Linked DNA regions of Mus musculus: regions 1, 2, 3 and 4 are each linked to region 5. The links are chromatin contacts, called in public Hi-C, HiChIP or PLAC-seq and promoter capture Hi-C maps. All regions are on one chromosome and are shown on one strand. Each heading gives the region's core, a stretch centred on a gene start, on an enhancer-like site or on the middle of the called end of the contact. The rest is flanking DNA. Distances are from core to core; before and after follow the strand shown.

What was found. Promoter capture Hi-C pulls out the DNA fragments that hold promoters and counts their contacts. A called contact is a pair of places that touch in the nucleus more often than the background predicts. HiChIP or PLAC-seq counts read pairs in DNA pulled down with a chosen protein or histone mark.
Region 1: a promoter capture Hi-C map of liver shows a contact between it and region 5, with 2.5 times the contacts expected there. The contact joins the promoter of Bnip3 here to the promoter of Spef1l in region 5. A contact is called at or near these places in 2 of 39 promoter capture datasets (liver and neutrophils), 1 of 115 datasets of contacts at active chromatin or transcription factors (pancreatic cancer cells) and 1 of 9 other capture datasets (adipose tissue).
Region 2: an H3K27ac HiChIP or PLAC-seq map of extraembryonic endoderm stem cells shows a contact between it and region 5, with 5 times the contacts expected there. The contact joins the enhancer-like site here to the promoter of Spef1l in region 5. A contact is called at or near these places in 7 of 39 promoter capture datasets (HPC-7-derived erythroid cells, cranial neural crest, embryonic stem cells and 4 more), 3 of 484 Hi-C or Micro-C datasets (bone marrow-derived macrophages, cortical neurons and peritoneal macrophages) and 5 of 115 datasets of contacts at active chromatin or transcription factors (acute myeloid leukemia, astrocytes, bone marrow-derived dendritic cells and 2 more).
Region 3: a contact with region 5 is called in a Hi-C map of bone marrow-derived macrophages, with 11 read pairs. The contact joins the enhancer-like site here to the promoter of Spef1l in region 5. A contact is called at or near these places in 2 of 39 promoter capture datasets (hippocampal neurons and pre-B cells), 1 of 484 Hi-C or Micro-C datasets (bone marrow-derived macrophages) and 2 of 115 datasets of contacts at active chromatin or transcription factors (bone marrow-derived dendritic cells and pancreatic cancer cells).
Region 4: a contact with region 5 is called in a promoter capture Hi-C map of hippocampal neurons, with 4 times the contacts expected there. The contact joins the promoter of Pkp3 here to the promoter of Spef1l in region 5. A contact is called at or near these places in 3 of 39 promoter capture datasets (cranial neural crest, embryonic stem cells and hippocampal neurons) and 5 of 115 datasets of contacts at active chromatin or transcription factors (embryonic forebrain, embryonic hindbrain, embryonic stem cells and 2 more).

The regions. Positions count from the first base shown.
Region 1 is chr7:138,907,868-138,911,229 of GRCm38.p6, reverse strand. It overlaps Bnip3 (BCL2/adenovirus E1B interacting protein 3), which reads left to right and starts at 1,724. Exons shown (of 6, transcript NM_009760.4): 1 at 1,724-1,867. The coding sequence starts at 1,837.
Region 2 is chr7:141,036,946-141,040,453 of GRCm38.p6, reverse strand. No RefSeq gene overlaps it. Among named protein-coding and RNA genes, the nearest start is that of Ifitm6, 22 kb to the right of the region's middle. Within about 2 kb of position 2,198, at least 29 of the 459 cell types and tissues checked have an H3K27ac peak or open chromatin away from gene starts, as enhancers often do. A contact at or near this core is called in embryonic stem cells and extraembryonic endoderm stem cells, where this site is marked.
Region 3 is chr7:140,979,723-140,983,309 of GRCm38.p6, reverse strand. No RefSeq gene overlaps it. Among named protein-coding and RNA genes, the nearest start is that of Ifitm1, 13 kb to the right of the region's middle. Within about 2 kb of position 1,404, at least 81 of the 459 cell types and tissues checked have an H3K27ac peak or open chromatin away from gene starts, as enhancers often do. A contact at or near this core is called in bone marrow-derived dendritic cells, bone marrow-derived macrophages and pancreatic cancer cells, where this site is marked.
Region 4 is chr7:141,078,453-141,082,103 of GRCm38.p6, reverse strand. Pkp3 (plakophilin 3) reads right to left here and starts at 2,335. Exons shown (of 13, transcript NM_019762.2): 1 at 2,003-2,335. The coding sequence starts at 2,234.
Region 5 is chr7:139,976,813-139,980,257 of GRCm38.p6, reverse strand. It overlaps Spef1l (sperm flagellar 1 like), which reads left to right and starts at 1,503. Exons shown (of 7, transcript NM_001033465.3): 1 at 1,503-1,711; 2 at 2,113-2,224; 3 at 3,036-3,186. The coding sequence starts at 1,576. It overlaps Adam8 (a disintegrin and metallopeptidase domain 8), which reads left to right. Exons shown (of 24, transcript NM_001291066.2): 23 at 224-298; 24 at 731-1,326. The coding sequence ends at 781. It overlaps Gm16201 (a long non-coding RNA gene), which reads right to left. Exons shown (of 5, transcript XR_389973.3): 5 at 1,278-3,261.

The sequences.
Region 1 (3,362 bases), core at 475-2,974, 1.1 Mb after region 5:
AAAAACCATTAAAAAAAAAAAAAAGAAAAAAAAAGAAAGAAAAAAAAAGAAAAAAAAAGGATAAACATAAATTTCTACTTATAACATCCCTAACCCCTTCAAATCCACATTTTCGTTTTTCCTTTTCTTAGTAGACTGGTGTAGAGAATTCCCAGACCCTTCTCTTTCCCTTTGTCATTCAGGCACACATATCTATGCAAGCTGGGGATTGAACCCTTGGATTTGCTGGACACGGAGGCTATCACCAAGCAGGACCACAGCTGTTTCTTGCTGGACACAGAGTCTGTCACCAAGCAGGACCACAGCTGTTTTTTTCTTGCTAGGTGTGGTAGTATGTCTGTAATCCCAGCACCTGGGGGGTTGAGACAAAGGTTTGGTGTCTGTAGCAGAGAATCTGTTTATTGTTCTGAAGGCCCTAGGCTAGAGCTCCGAGCACTGTAAGAAAGCAAGCTTTCAGTTAAGAGTGGTGGAACCACTGGGAAGCTGGGGCAGGAAAAAAAGTTTAAGACCAGAGTAGGTTACAAAGCGAATCTGTCTAAAAAAAGACATCAGATTCAGTCTGGTGACATGGCTCAGCTGCAGTGAACTTGCATGTGCAAGGCCCTCGTATAACCTTAGCACTCCAAACAAAACAAACGGAAATCAAGGCTGCATAGCTATAATCCCAGCTCTCAGGAGGCGAAAGCAGTAGGATCGGAAATTCAAGGTTAGCTTTTGCTACACAGCCAATTCAAAGCCAGCCTCGGTTATGACATTGTCTGGGAAAAAACAAAACACCAAATGAAGCTGCTTCTAGTGACCTGACCCACTGCTACTAAGATAGCTTCTTTTGAGGTTCACAAGCCCCTTCTCTATCCCAGAACTGTATCAAGAGGGAATTCCAACCTCCAAGTACAGAGAAGCTACTGGGTAGGTTACAGGGAGGATGCAGAATCCTCAAAACTGGCCCTCCAAAGGTCTCTCCAACCGTTCCTGTCCAAAAATGCCGTCCTTTCTCGCATGCAGCATACCACAGCACTACCCAACTCGCCATTGATGCTGCAGTAGAATACTGGCAAATTTTTTGTTTTGCTTTGTTGTAAACAGCTTCATACAGTGCAGCCCAGCCTGGCCACGAACCAGGGCTGGGACTAGAGTTATACATAAGCACTCCCGGACTGCATTTTTCTTAAAGATGCAACCTAAAAAACTATCTGTAAGCGTGCATAGAGACAGCGAGACCATGTGTGCTCCCATTGCTGGCGCTCGCAGGTTCCGGAGGAGATTGGGGAACTATGGGTCAACCGCGAGCAGGAGGGGCAAACTCAGCACCCAAGGCCAGACGCCCAAAAACCTGGCCGCACGTCCTCATGCCACGCCTATCTCGGAGCCCGCCCACGTCTGCCCACCTCCAGCCTGGCTTCAAGACCCGCCTCTTGGCCTCTGCAATGCGCGCACCTCGGAGTCCCAAGGCTCAGACCTCGAGCCCCGCCCCCAGACTCTTCCCTACCCGCCTAGGTCCCAGTTACTCCAGCCTCAGGCACAGCCCCCGGTCCACTTCTGCATTAGACCTTAAAAACAGCCGCCCTCCCGCGCACTCCTGCCTCAGGCCCCGCCCATGCCGGCGCACGCGCCGCACGTGCCACACGCTCCCCCGCGTTCCTCCCCCACCTGCAGGCCCCGCCCCCCAGCCAATGGGCTCCGCCGCCGCGTGCGTCCCGCCCCGCCCCGCCCCTTGTCCCTCAGTCCAGTGTCGCCTGGCCTCAGAACTGAGCGGCGCAGGCTGCCCCTGCTACCTCTCGGTGACCGCCTCCCAGGCCTGTCGCAGTTGGGTTCGGGCTCCTTTGCCGAGCCACCATGTCGCAGAGCGGGGAGGAGAACCTGCAGGGTGAGGCAGTGGGCCGAGAGGGGCCGCGGAGGCGGTAGGGTCGCGGGCTGGGGTGCGGTGAGTGGAGGCCGCGATGCAGTTCGGTGCAGCCGGGGCTGGGTGGTGAGCCTCGGGGCATCTTACAGACAGTACCTTCACAGGCAGGCCGGGTCTTTCTTTCCTGCTCTGTTCTTCACACTGTCATAGTTCTGTATTTTCAGACTCTGTAGGTCAGGGGAGCCTCGAACTCTGCGATCCTCCTTCCTCAGCTTCCCGAGTAGCTCAGATTTCAGGCCCTTGGCGTCCCCTTGTTCAGAGTTGCTTAAGTGAGTTAGAGGTTGCAGTTGAATTTTCAGTGCTTTGATTGAAGTCATTAATATTTATGACTGTAGTGCCTTTCACTTTTCCTACTTGGTACTGGGGACAGAACCAGATCTGAACGTGCTGGGTAAGTGCTCATTTCCCGAGCAACACTACCAGTTTTCATTTTATTGCTTTAAGACATACTGGTCTTGAACTTGTGATCCTCCTGGTTCAGCCTCTAGAGTAGCTGGAATTTGGAATTAACAGGCTTTGCCGCTGTGTCCCCTCTCCCCCAATCTTTACCCCTGGCTTGCTTTGTTGCCACTTCCTGATGGAAGAGGAGGATACAGGGTTTCAGACCTCTGTCAGGTTTTAGAGTTAAGAGGTGGGATAGCCGCACAGTGGTGGCACAAACCTTTTATCCCAGCAATCAGGAGGCAGAGGCAGGGGGATTTCTGTAAATTCGAGGCCAACCTGGTCTACAGAGTGAATTTCAGGACAGCCAAGTCTACAAAGAGAAAAACAGAGAGGGGGTATGGCTGGAGGTAGTGTGGAAGAGAGCTACAACAGCTCAAAAGGAGGGTAAAGTGCTTATAATTTAGTTCAGTAGGCTCACTGCAAGCAGTGAAGTAGATTGTAGGTTAAAATGGAAGTGAGGCTGGGTGTGGTGACACACCTAAAATCCCATCATGGGGTGGGTGAAGTTGAGTCTTGACAAATTCCAGGTTAGCCTGGACTACACAGTCGTACCAGGCTAGTTCGGGGCTCTGTAGCCAGACCCTGTCTCACAAATAACAGAAAGGCTCTCCCAGCATCAGCCTTTACAGACTGTTAGCACTGCGCAGACAGCTGCTAGTTTTGCAAGGCCAGCCTGGGTGCTATGTGCCATTGTCCATTTCTGAGAGCTACCTGGTGGGCCTGAGTTGAGTCTGAGTTGAGTCTCAGGCCCTGAGACTGGAGGAGGATCCTGTTGACCTTTGTACTCTCTGAAGCAAGAGTTCACCAGGTAAAACGCATGTCAGTAAACGTGAGAGAGAGGCTTTCCAAACCTTTAAAATGAATGCTTTAGTGTCAACTCCCCTCCCCCCCCCCAGGCAGGGTCTCACTCTCAGTGAACTCCCAGAGATCTGCCTGCCTCCACCTCCCTAGTGCTGGGATTAAAGGTGTGGGCCACAGTACCCACTTTAGTGTGAAGACGTGGTTTCTCTGTATA
Region 2 (3,508 bases), core at 949-3,448, 1.1 Mb before region 5:
GGGCAGGAATATCAGAGCATAAATGCCAATCTCAGCTACCTTGCTATTCAGGGATGCATGAGACCCTGACTCAAGAGGGAAAGAAAGAGAGGAAGGAAGAAAGAAAGAAAGAAAGAAAGAAAGAAAGAAAGAAAGAAAGAAAGAGAGAGAGAGAGAGAGAAAGAGAGAAAGAGAGAAAGAGAGAAAGAGAGAGAGACAGAGAGAGAGAGAGAGAAAGGAAGGAAGGAAGGAAGGAAGGAAGGAAGGAAGGAAGGAAGGAAGGAAGGAAGGAAGAAAGAGCCAGGTGTGGTGGTGCACGCCTTTAATCCCAGCACTCAGGAGGCAGAGGCAGGCAGATTTCTGAGTTCGAGGCCAGCCTGGTCTACAGAGTGAGTTGCAGGACAGCCGGGGCTATAGTTCAGTCTGATCATCTTAGCAGTTGGGAGGTTGAGCAAGGATAATAGCGAGTCAGAGGCTAGCTTGGGCTGCAAAATGAGACCCTGTTTAAAGTAAAGAGAAGAAAGACCCCAAATCAAGGGCCAAAGAGATGGCTCAGTGGTTAAGAGCACTTGCTGCTCTTGCAGAGGACCCAGAATCCATATGAAGGCTCACAACTGTCTGTAACTCTAGTTTCAGGGGATCTGATGTCCACTTCTGGGCAGCAGGCACACTCAAGGTACACAGACATATAGACAATCAATATAGTCCTACACATAAAAATAATCTTTAAAAAATCCCAAATTCTACCTTGTGGTGGTTTCAAAGAAAATGGCTTCCATAGGCTCATAGGCAGTGGCTCTATACAAAGGTGTGGCCTTGTTGGAGGAAGTTGTGTCACTAGAGGGTGGGCTTTGAGGGCTCAGAAGCTCAAGCCAGACCTAGTGACACAGTCTTTTCCTGCTGGCCAAAGATCAAGATTTAGCACTCTCAGCTACCTCTCTAGCACCATGTCTGCCTGCAAGCCACCATGCTTCCTGCCAAGGTGATAATGGACCAAACCCCTGAGCTGTGAACCAGCCACAGTTAAATGTCTTTGTTTATAAGAATTGCTGTGGTCATGGTGTTTCTTCGTTGTAGTAGTACCCTAAGTAAGACATATGGCGAAGAAAAAGTTACTACCCAGCGCTAAATTTTGTCTGTGATAAAATATCCCGACAGAAACAACTCAAGGACAAAAGGGTTCATCTTGGTTCACAGTCCCAGGCTACAGTCCTTCACAATGGGGAAGTCAAGGCACCCAGAGCTTGAAACAATCTGGTCACATTATGTCCACAGTCAGTAGAAGAGAATAACAAATGTAAGCAAGCCAGTGCCCAGCTCACATTCTTGGTTCTAGACAGTCCAGAATCTCTAGCTCAGGGAAGAGTACTGCTGACAGTGGGTCGTTCCAACATCAACCAGTTTAGCTAACCCCTTCATTGACTTTCACAGAACCTGAACAGCCTTGTGCTCAGAGTCTTGTTTCTCAGGAGATTCTCGGTTGTGGTAAGTTCCCTTCCTGGTTAGGAAACTCCTTTCTTTCAAGATTAAGATATTGGAGAGAATGTATTATATATTATAGATATATTGGGAGTCAGTGTATATGTTGGCTGTAAGGTTGGAAACAAGTGTGCTTTCAAGAACCCACGTAAGAACAATTCGTTCTGCTATTGGGAAGTTGTGTGGGTATGAGGATGTGGCTTCTGGTCTGTAGGCTTGCGGGTGGGGGGGGGAGGGGGGGAGGGGGGGAGGGGGGAGGGTGGGTCCCTTTGAAGTACAGCATATCATACTCTGTAAGGAGCTTGTTCTAGGGAGTTACCAGTCTGGGGCCTTTTGCAGGGGATAATCTAAGATATGAGCAATGTTGAAGGAGATTTGAGGATGTAGAGTTCGTAGGGAGGAGTGTTGTGGGGATGAGGGATGATGCACTGTTCATGTACTGTTGCGGCCGGCCAGCGGCCCACGTGTCTGGGTTCTAGTCTGGAAGGCATCTTGGAATCTGGAAGAGAAGAGGGGGCTAGGCGGCGCGAGATAGATGGAACCAAGACAACCGTCTGATCAAGGTTCGATTTTACTATTCCAGACACTGGGTTATGAAGAAGGGGAAGGGGCCCATTCCTGCCAAATCATCCTACGAGTCCAGTTGCAGGTGACCACGTGTTTGGCTCCGGAACAGCTAGGCAGCAGGCAGCAGCAGTGGGAGTGGCAGAATGATAGGGCGGCAGGCTCCACCACATGCTCTCTTCCCGATAACAGTGAAACCTGAGCAGCCAGGTTTCAGGCTGAGGCGGGGAGGTTACAATGCACAAGGTTGGGATTTAATAAGTAAGCATGGAGAAGTCGTACCCTAGATAGGGATGCCTTAGAAAGCATGGTGACTGATGAGAGCTTTGAGTAAGTCTGTACTGAGAACGAGGACGGGGCCGTGAAGCCAGATTTTCTTTGTCTCAGTGGTAAGTGGTACAGTTGCAGTCAAAGTTCCAGAGGCAAGGTGGCCAGCCTTCGGTCACCATGTGTAGAAGTTTGGCTGCTACATATAGGCTGTAGAGCAATTTGTGTGTCGTCGTCCCCCGCCCCGCCCCCTGCCATTGGCAGAGTATAGTAAAGGTTTGTCCTTGGTTAGTATGTAAAGACAGAAGGGCTTGTGTAGATATGGAAGAGGCAGGTGAAAAACCGGACTTAAGTAGGTTTATGGAACAAAGAAGGGTTTGGGAGACAAGAGTGGCTCTTCCAGGGCTCCCTTAGTGGCTTCGTAAAGAGGCTGTGCAGTGAGGGAGAAGTTGGGGATCCATATATGGAAGAAGTTAAAGAGATCTCCTAATGCAAGAAATTCACACTTGGTTTGTGAGGTAGGTGGCATGGGTCTCACAGAGGCCACTGCTACTTGACAAAGGTCCAGCACATGGACATCACAGACCACAGTTCTCCACCATCCTCGACTTTCATCTTTGACGATTCTCACTATGCATTATGGGAGTTTCCTTGCGCTTTTCTCCTTTGGGGTATTTTGTGTGAGCTGTGGTAGAAAATGTAAGTGTGTACAACGGCAGTCTCTCTAAACCAAATCATTGTTGGGAAGAAGTCTCCGCCACAGTGGAGCCACACAGAGTGATGACTCGGAACCCCTATTGTGCCCCTCTGTTTGCACCCAGAAGAGAGAAGTTAAAGATTGACTAACTGAAAGATGGTGCCAGAAACTCCTGGATACACCTGGTCCCAAGGATGAAAGCACACAATGGGAGAGGAAAACAATGGGCCCAGACCCAGAGCCCGAGGCCTTGGCAGCTGAGGGCAGGAGTACAGTTAGTAAGTATAGGGCAGTGCCCATGATTGATTCCCTGGGCACATGACTTACAGCATGAATGGCGAGGTCTGGTCTGCCCCATGAGAAGCAGATCCTGAGAAGTTAGACTGGCTTGATCCCCTCTGCCATATGCAGGAGCAGGCACTGAAGGAGTCAGGATGGTGTGGCACAATGGAAAAAGAGTAAGAGATCAGGACCTTCCCTTTGCAGAGCTCAGGAGGAGAGCATGCCCATATTGTAAGACTG
Region 3 (3,587 bases), core at 155-2,654, 1.0 Mb before region 5:
AAAGTCTAGTGGTGTGAGATGAAGGGCATGAAGACTGCGATCATTGTGGCTCCTGAGAGGGGCATGTCTAGGAGATGCTGGCTACTGAAGGATGAGTGGTTTCATCCAGTCTGAGATAAAGGAAAGTGGTTTCTAGCTTTCTGAAAAACAACTCCGGTAGCTTTTGCTACCTCACCAGTTCGCACAGTAACCAAGTCAGAGGTGTTGCCTGTGGCAAAGCTGAGGGTGAGGGCAAATGACCTCTAACTCCTTGATAAAAGTCAGTGGAGGGCTGGTGAGATGGCTCAGTGGGTAAGAGCACCCGACTGCTCTTCCGAAGGTCTGAAGTTCAAATCCCAGCAACCACATGGTGGCTCACAACCACCCGTAATGAGATCTGATGCCCTCTTCTGGTGTGTCTGAAGACAGCTACAGTGTACTTACATATAATAAATAAATAAATAAAATAAATCTTTAAAAAAAAAAAAAAAGTCAGTGGAGCCCCTCGGTTCTTGCAGCGTCCCCAGTTGCAGCTAGGTATTTCATGGTACGTTCTAGCAACTCTGGTTAGCACTGAGCGTCTCATCCTGCTAGTGTTTTTGCTTGTTAGAGACCGGATCAATCAATTCACTCGCCTTCACACATACTCATCAGCTCAGGGAGGCACAGATCTGTGGACCAGGACAGTCTGCTGTTGGTGACAAAGCCCTGTCCAGAGCCAACCATGGAACTAGACTTGCTGATCGATGCTTGCACCAGTTAGCCCATAGATTGGTCGGTACATGATGGATAAAACTGCGGCTCTTTTGTAAGAAGCTTCAAGCTCAGTGTTGGCTGTCCTCTCAGCACCGCACATGGCTTCCCCTAGCTATCCTGGTTTATAAATCTCCTCTGCCACCTGACCGATGACGGTCTGTCTCCATTATGTCTCACTCTATCCAGATGCCTTCATCATGACCTCCACTGTGTCTGAGAGTGTTCCCAGTCACAGCTCTCTCTGTTCTCCTGCACATGGTGCCAGTGCCCTGGAACAAGACAAGTCCTTTTCTAGATGCTTTCTCACTCTCTAGGGAAGTCTGTACAGGGCTTTCTAGAGCTGGAGATAGGGACTCTGGCAAACTTCTCTGGAGTGATGGAGTCAGAACAGTTCCAACGAATGCTGCTGTCACTTGATGAGACCCATGACTCAAGAGAGTAATGGGTAAGGAAGGAGCCTTTTGTTTTGGCCAAGAACCCAAAAGTGAACCATTCCCGGCAAATTAACCTCTTGAGTCTGGAGCTTCAAGTTACAAATATAGGGAAGGAAAAGTGATAGCGTGAGGTGGGCTAACGGGGCAAATATGCAGTCATCTCCGGTCAGAGACAAAGATCTCCCCAGACAATAGAGGCCTTCTTCTCCTTCTGGGTGTTTGTGGTTTGGGTGTTTGTGGTCATGCTAGCTTGTGGCAATCTTTAACGTAAAGGGTGGAGTGAGTAACTGTGCAAGTCTAGGCTACACTGACCAACATTACAATCTTTTTTTTTTTTTTTAGACAGGGTTTCTCTGTGTAGCCCTGGCTGTCTACAACCAGGCTGGCCTCGAACTCAGAAATCTGTCTGCCTCTGCCTCCCGCGTGCTGGGATTAAAGGCGTGCACCACCACTACCCAGCTCTGTTTTCTTTCTTTCTTTCTTTCTTTCTTTCTTTCTTTCTTTCTTTCTTTCTTTCTTTCTTCCTTCCTTCCTTCCTTCCTTCCTTTCTCTCTCTCTCTCTCTCTCTCTCTCTCTCTCTCCCTCCCTCCCTCCCTCCCTTTCTTCCTTTCTTCCTTTCTTTCTTTCTTTCTTTCTTTCTTTCTTTCTTTCTCTCTTTCTCTCTTTCTCTCTTTCTTTCTTCCTCTCTCTCCCATCCTTCTTTCCTTCCTTCCTTCCTTCCTTCCTTCCTTCCTTCCTTCCTTCCTTCCTTCCGTCTTTCTTTTCTTAAAAACAGGATTTCTCTACATAGCCTTGGTTGTCTTGGAATTTACAGAGATCTGCCTGCCTTTGTCTCTGGGTGCTGGGATTAAAGGCCTGGGTGCCTACACTCTGGGTTGCATTACAATGTTTCTTGATGATCTGCCACACACACTCCAGTGAAGTCTGCTTGACAGGCTGAGAAGCCTGGGAGCACTCACGAGGCATAGAGTTTCAAAAGGAATTCACCTCCTGGAACCTTGGCATTCTCATTAACCCATATACTCATACCCTATCCCTGTGTTAGTCTGGTGTATGGACCCACATGCTCTCTTTTAGTATTATTTTATTATAAGTGCCTTTTAAGATTGAATTCTGACATAGCTAAGCCTTCGCCAGTGTTCCAACATCCTAGAAAGTCCTTGAGCTGATCATGGGCTTGGAATTCAGTAAGAATGTTGCCTAATTAGTGACATTCAGAATTGCCTCTAGTACTACACTATCACTTACAATAAAAGCCAAGTTGCTCCCATATACAGGAATTTACAATGGTTTAGGAAGTAGACCAGGCTGTGGTTTTAGAATATTGCATTATTCATGAGATCGTTAGCTAGAGCAGAACTCCCTAATTAGAACCATAACTTGGGTATGAAAGCCCTTGACCTAGGAGTGTAAAGACCTCACACCTGGCTTCTGAGACTATAGCTGACCTTAGATAGGGCTGACTTTGTCTCAGTTGTTTTATTGCCCAGTTCCTGCCAGTCTTTGTGTTTACATTCCTCTGTTTTGTGTAAGAGTCTTTAAGCATCTGGTAACCTCATTTGTACCTTGCTGATGTGTCACCTAACTTCCCTATTTTCTTCTATATAAAAAGTTTGATGCTCAATTTGACAAATTACATTCAGATTCTACACAATCTCGTGTGTTGGTCTGTCTGTCATTCGCCGACTTTTTGCCCACCTGTGACCAGAGACCCGTTCCACGCAGACAAATGGACCCAGAAGGTCTGTGGGATCAGCATGTCTATGTGAAGAAGTAAGCTCATCAAAACTTTAAGGAACGGGCAGAATCTGAAGATAGAGACTGTGGCTTCTCTTCCCATGACATTTGGAGACCTTGGGGTGAACCAACGTTGTTAGCAGAAGTGGCTTTCAGATATCTGTAGAGTGACCTGTTGTATCTACACAAGAGTTGTGGGACACCGATGTATTTCCCAGTTGCATTATCAGCAGAAACAGCATACTTACGTCAATATGGTCAGTTACAGCAGTTCAAGGAGTTCTCTCAGAGGCCTCCGTTCAGGTCATGACAAGATGTTGACTTAGAGACCTTTGTAGGAAAAAAAGTTAGAGCCAGGCATGGCGGCACATTCCTTTAATCCCAGATCTTGGATGCAGATTCAGGCAGATTTCTGAGTTCAAGGCCAGCTGAGTTATGGATTGCGTTCTAGGAAAGCCAAGTACACACAGAGAAACACTGTGTCAGAAAAGAAAGGAAGGAAGGAAGGAAGAAAAGAAGAAAGAAAGGAAGGAAGGAAGGAAGGAAGGGAGAGAGAGAGAGAGAGAGAGAGAGAGAGAGAGAGAGAGAGAGAGAGAAAGAAGAACTGGGTAGTGGTGGCGCACGCCTTTAATCCCAGCACGTGCGGGAGAGAGGTAGGCAGATTTCTGAGTTTGAGGCCAG
Region 4 (3,651 bases), core at 1,086-3,585, 1.1 Mb before region 5:
TCTTCTCTGTTCAAAGGAGTTCAGACCTGACCTCTGGGCTGCCTGGAGAAGATGCCAGGGTCTCCATTAGCTGCCCAGATCCCTGGCAGAGCACAGCATCTGGCCCTTCCAGGAAGCCAGCTCAACCTGCTTAAACCCACCGTGAGCTCCTCTTGTGCCCAGACTGTGTCTGTACTACAGTCACGAGGGAGTGACATTGTACAGGCCAAGGATACAGTCTCTCTGGCTCAGTCTGCTCAGATCGGCACTGGTAGAACCACCTGGTAGAGCCCAAGGCAGGCACCACACCTACCCCATCCAGCTGCACATAGTTGAGGACAGGGAGACAGTCCAGCTCTGTGGTCAGTAGACAGAAAGATGGAGGTTGGGGTATGGTTAGGGTCTGGTCAGAAGTTTGGAATGACAGGTGGATGACTGCATTGGTAGGGGAGAAGGAGGTGAAAGAGCATCACATGGGTCTATAGAAAACAGGTAACTGGGGCTGGAGAGATGGCTCAGTGGTTAAGAACTCTGACTGCTCTTCCAGAGGTTCTGAGTTCAATTCCCAGCAACCACATGGTGACTCCCAGCCATCTGTAATGGGATCTGATGCCCTCTTCTGATGTGTCTGAAGACGGCTACAGTGTGTACATACATAAAATAAGTAAATCTTTAAAAAACAAAATAAAACAAAACAAACAAAACAACCACCAGGCAACAGAATGAACAGAGAGAATGGTGCAGGGTAGGCGAGGCAGAGTTGAGGCCACACAGGAAACATCATCCAAGAGTTGATGGTGACAGTGGCAGGCTTTGGGTGGACTCAGCCTTTGCCAAGGCTCCTCTGGGTTTGGGAAGCACTCCTTTGAGCAGAGCACCTGCTACAGAGGTCAGTATTGGTGTGGGGAAGGGGCCTTCCTTCGCTCCTTCCCATTCAGCTCAGGGGGAGGACAGTCTGATGTTCCCCAGATCCACCCAGGTTAATGAGGCTTCTGGGCAGGGGCTGTTAACCCTTTGACGCTAGTGAGGGCCAGCCTAGGGGGCACACCCCAGCCTGGGGACCTTACGCCCACCCTCAAATTACTATCCTCCTCCCCCTAATTGGCAGGGTAGCCAAGTGATAATTAACCCCTCCGTGTACCCTCCCCCACCCCATGACCCCTGGGCATCAACTTGGCTCCAGAAAGACTTAGGCTCAGATTTTAGGCAGCAATCCAGCTCCTGACCTGCCCTTCTGCCAGACAACCCTCTCCTTCTGGCCAGACATCATGGGACCACTGAGAACTGAGGGCTGGACCTCCGAACAGAGGTTCATTGTACTGGCTAAATTTAATTCCTGTTGTTGTAGCCTGGCAGGTATGGAAAGGATGTTTCTGGAGTGACTGCCTTGAGCCCAGCCTGTCTGAGTGACCCTCTAACACACACAAAGACACAGACACAGACACACACACACACACACACACACACACACACACTGCCCCTGAGGAGTACCCTTTGGGCTATTCTCATGAAGTGTATCTGGGTCACTCCTGGTAGGCCCAGTTCTGCAATTCCTCAGGGAGCCCCTGCTCCAGACAGACCTGGGCTCTATCCAGGATCACCCCTCTCTCACATGCTGTTACCATTTGGTCAGGAGGCACTCTGGCCTCTCTGAGACCTCAAGTATGCCTGTGTTCTGTGGTGCTGGGAGGGAATGTGTTTGGGGGTTTGCCGACAGGTGGGCCTGGCTGCTCACCTTGTGCCTCCAAGTCTTTCCAACTTAGGGAGTGGGTAGGCCCAGCCCCAGGACCCCTGTCCCGGCTGGGGAAGGAGAGATGCCCCACCCAGGCTACTCCCTATGCCTGCTGGGGCGGGGCAGTGACTCAGAACAGGCCTCTGTAAGGTGAGTCAAAGCCTGAACCCCGAGCTTGGACGGCTTCTGCCCCTGGCACCACCACTCCTGCCCTGGCCACCTCCACCGGCCACTGTCACCACTACCAACTTCATTACCCTCTGTCGCCTACCATACCCAAAGTTGGCCTACCTCTGGCGCTCTCCGCGGAGCCATCAAGCTCAGCAGACCCATTGTGCCGCGACTGCTGGCCCAGCTGCAGGAGGCGGGCTCGGACTTGCTCCTGGACTCTGGCAGCTCTAAGTCGATCAGCCTCCGGTCCCTCCGCACCCCGGCGATCCAGCTGTAGGTCCGAAGGCAGAGCCAGGGAGCAAACACCAGTCTCAGGCTGCAGGGCAGACAGCAGGAAGTTACCTTCCTGCATAGTGACAGGGGCGACTAGCCAGCCCACCTGTCCTGGGCCTCTCCCGGTCTTGTCCCTCGAGGCCCGGTTCCAGAGTCTCTTCCTGGCTGGCTCTCATAGACAGACGCCCGCCCGCCCGCCCAGCCCAGAGCTTGGCTGGGGGCGGGGACACCTGGGCCAGGTGGGAGGGAGGGGCCTCTGCCTGCTTAAGGTGGAATTTGGGCGGAAGAACTGGCCCTGCGTGTCCTCAAGTCGCCTGGCCTTCCCTTTCCTCCTGTCCCAGGGCCACAGGAACGTGGGTTCTACTTGCTCTCAGTCTTCCAAGTCCAGACCAAACCCCATGGGTGCCAGCGTTCTCAGTTTGAGAGTAGGGCAGGGAGCCTGTGGGAGCCTGTCACTACAAGCCATATGAGAAGGAATGTCCCAGCCTGGGGGGTTGGGAGCTCTAGAGTACCAAAGACCAAGCAGCTTCCAAGACAGCTGGACCCAGGCTTGTTGAGGTCCCAGCAGGGTTGGCATCCAGACACAGTTTCAGGTTTACAGAGTCCGGATAGAGGATAAAGAACTTGAGTGCTAGAGTTTTAGGGTCAAGAGCAGTACCATGATGGCCCTAAACCTGGGCCTGACAACTCAATAAGAGAGCCCAGTGAGGTAGACATATGTCCACCCCCTGACCTGCGAATCTGGAAACTCACCCCAGCCTCTACCTGTACAGAGGCTTCAGAAGGGCTGCTTGGCCCTCTCTGGCATCTCTCCCCAGCTTCTGCCCCCCAGGCCTGGGGTGGGAGGCCCCGTTCCCAACATCTGAGTCATGGCTGGCAGGCGGGGCTGCCCCAGGGGGTTGACTCAGAGGGGCCTAGGCTCATGTCAGCACCTGCCAGGCTGGGGGGCCAGGAGGTTTGGGGGGAGAGCTGGGCTAGAGAAAGCGGGGAGACTGGAAGTGAGGGGCACCAAAGCTTGTTCCTAGAAGGTCTCCCAAGCACCCCTGTCAGGTAGGCTAGCATGCTGTGAGTTAGGCCGGCCATCTAGGTAGATTGGGAAGGTTAAAAGACAAAACTAGGAAAGTTGGCGTATGGGAACAAGTTGCCTCACGTTCCCTGGGACTTCCCTTAAGTATTCCTGGGTCTCTATCCTAAGGGCTGTACTTTTCTAAAATCTAGTCCCTGGGCTCAGCCTGAGCTCTCTGTCCCACACCAGGCCCTTTAAGAGTCCTGGACTCTTAAAGACATTAACAGAGGGTGACTAGGCGCAGAGTCCTGGAAACGGAGAGTGCTCAGAGAATGACAGCATCCAGGACAGGATCAGGATGAGTAGGAAGGGCTAGAGGATGGGAGTCAGAGGTCAGAGGTCAGAGATTGCTGGGGAGAGAGCACCGAGGGTGAAGCCCCCTACCCCCAGGATAGAATCTGGCGGGGATCTACTGGTTGTGGCTGGAGGC
Region 5 (3,445 bases), core at 254-2,753:
AGATGATTGGCTGGGACAGTTAGCCAAGAAGAGGAGCTCTGCCAGGTTCGGGCTTTATCTTCCTAGCGGTGAGGCCATGCAGATGTTTCCTACTGAGCTGCGTGCAGACAGAAGCCTTCCAGGCTAGGCTGGAGCTGAGCAGGACAGCCTCAGGATGAAGCTAAGGGCCGTACTTGGCCTACTTAGGAGATGCTCTCAGTCAGCTGTGTCTGGTTCCTCCCAGGTCAAGCCAACCTTTGCACCCCCGACACCACCAGTCAAGCCCGGGACTGGAGGGACGGTGCCTGGAGCAACTCAGGTGAGCCTCAGAGGGAAGGGGAAGGGGAAGGGGAAGGGGGAGTCCATCTTGCAGGAACCCTCCTGCTGACTGTGGCACTGTTTCGGAGGGTGAGTGGCTGTTTTCATTTTCTTAGCTGGTAAGTTTTAGTGACATTTGAAAAAAAAAAAAAAGAAAGAAAAAAAAATCCTCAATAACAGGCTTGATGTCTGCTTTATAATTTGCCAGAACTTTCCAGTGCTTGCGGCTTTCGGGGGCTATGGAATTTTCCTTTTCATATGGCTAGTCTACAGTATATATGAAATGCTAGTACAGTCATCTTGTGAGGTCGGGCCCATTCTGTTGTTAGGGGAAGTGGAAGTCTAAATTTAAAGAACTGGCAATGGGTATTTTCAGCTGGACCTCTCTCTTATCAGGTCCTCTTTAATATCGATTTCCTTTTTTTCTTGGCAGGGAGCTGGTGAGCCAAAGGTTGCTCTGAAGGTCCCCATCCAGAAGAGGTGACCAGCTAGGGCACCCCAGGGCCATCGTTTGTGGACGTTTGGAGATACCACTGCTCCTATAAATGTGTTCCTTCAGCAACACCACAACCACCACCCAGGCTGGACCTGCACACGCTGTTCCTACCTCAGGAATAATCTTTCTGTGGCTCTTGCTGTCCAGATGCCCTCATGAACCAGTGGCCTCTCACTGGCCTTGGCCAGCTTAGACCATACATCTGCGTATGCTAGTTGCTAGGCAGGGGCGGTGTACCCTGCAGTGGGCGTGATCAAGTCTGTCTGTCTCTGGGTGGACAGAATGCCAGGAGTCCCCTCCCAGCAACTTCTGCACTGGCCCTCACACAGTGACCTCTCTCCAAGGCACAGTTCCTGTATCTACATCCCACTCGTGTATGAGACTTAGGAAAGGAAAAGACGTCGTTCTTGGGGTGTTGGGACAAGAAGTTGCCGTCATCTCCGGATTGAAACAGATTAGTTGTTGAAATTATGACTAAACACTATTCACTAATAAAGATTCTATTTTATCAATAGATTATAGATCACATTCTACATGGCAGTTTGTTTTTATTACACCAGATCAAACAATTTCACCTACCATCTCCCTTCGTTTTTTAACCATCCACCTTGATTCAGCCCGATCTCTGGGCGTGCAGGAGGACCAATCCTTCCTGGGATCGAGGGAGGGACCAGCGCGGTTAGGGCCCCGCCCCTTCCGGCTGTGCCGCGTCTCCCAGCAACGGTCCAAACCCGCCAGGTTTCTTCCGCTGTGTTTCTCTGCTGCACACCCACTTCTCTGCCATGCTCAGTGCTTCCAAGCCGAGCTCAGCTTCGTTCCTGCCAACGCCTGGGGATATTCATAACCTCTGCGCCTGGCTGGACCGGCTCCCACTCAGCCGCCCCAAGCGCCACTTGGCTCGGGACTTCAGTGATGGTGGTGCGAGTGAGGGCGAGGCGCTATGGGGCGGATGATGAAGAGGACTCAAAGCTGAGGGCCACCCTTGCCTCCAGCCCCCTAGTACGGGTGTGGGTGTTGGGGGAACGGAGCGGTTCTTGAGTCCAGACTCGTGCTCCTTAGGAAAGGTAGTAGCAAACAGGGCCTCCTGTGGCTCTTCCAGCTCCCCCTGGGCTCTCACGCTGTATTAGCTTCCCAGGCCATCCTACCACTTGGTCTGACCTGGAGTCTAGGTGCCGTGCCAGACTCGGGGACAATTATGGGCTCCCCAGGAAAAGCTCGTGTCCTTCCCACTCCATTCCATGCATCTCATGTGGTCAGGGATTACAGTTGCAACCCAGGGTCTTGACCAGGCAAGCCAAGTTCCCCTCGCATTCCCACAGTGCTGGTGGCCGAGATTGTGAAGCACTTCCGCCCTCGGCTGGTGGACTTGCACAGCTACGTCCCAGCCTGCAGTACAGACCAGAAGCTGAGCAACTGGAGCCTTCTCAACAGGCAAGGCCTGGGAGCTCAGCCCACCTAGGTTGACCCCGGGATGCTCTCTCCAGCCATGGGTCTCTGACTGCCTAACTGTGGGTCCTTGCCTATAGAAGAGTACCACAACCAGGGGTACTAGGGCACTAGTACCCCTAGTACCACTCCTGGGGGTGCTAGGGCAGCCTATCAGCTAGCCTGCTCCCTTACGGATCAGTAGAGTTTTACTTCACCTCCCCAAATGTCCTCAGACAAGACTCTGCCTGTGTATAATAAGTGATCTCAAGGACAGAGTCGGGCAGATATGTCTGATGTAGTCCAATCACAGAGGGCCCTCGGGAAGTGTCTGAGCAGAGCAAGGTGGAGAACCTGTGTGGGCACCCCCAAAAGACTGGCTCAGATTGGAATAGAAACATTGCTGGGCTCAGGCCTGGGTCTAATCTCATGGGCTTATGTTTGAGAGGGAAGAGATGAAAAGAGACCTCAAGGGAGATGATCATGCTGAGAGGGCCCAGCTGCAGGTTTCCAGGTACTGTTGAGCTGTCTCAACAGGATTTACCGAGGGCAAGCCAGTAGAGAGATGAGAATGAATGCAGAGAACATGGCCTGATAGAGCACCCCATGTTCTGCGATCTCCTGAGACATAGCTCCAAAGGCCAAGAATGAGATAGCCATGCGCCACTCAAGTGCAGGGCACAAAGGGGCTCTCTGAGAAAGCAAGATGCTGCCCAGTGGCTGGAAGGCATTGCAGGGAGCATAGAACTTCAGGGAGGGCTCAACTCCCAGTCCTTGATGGTACTGCTTTGAGAATGTGCTCCTACCTTCTTTGCAGGAAAGTCTTTCGCAAGCTGCACTTGTGTATCTCAGATAATGATATCCAAAGGGTGGTATCCAACAGGCCTGGAGTTATCGAGTCTATTCTATGTGCACTGAGGGAGAAGATGGAGGCCAGGACTGTTCATGTAGGCTCAGCTGGTACAGCTGTAAGTGTCTGCACATCAATTCAGCATGCAAGTCTGCTGTGCCTTCTGCCCTTTGCACTCAGTCAGACAATCCGTCTGTGTGAGAATAAAACAGAGAAATGAATGTCCCTGTGGTCCAAAAAGAAATGAAGTCCATACATGAGGCAACAGGCCTCACTTAGACTCATTCCTGACTTTCCTGCTGATCTTCTGGAAGGGGGGGGGGGCTCCCGAATTTCCTTTCCAGCCAAATCCACCTACCCTGGGGCAGTGAAAACAC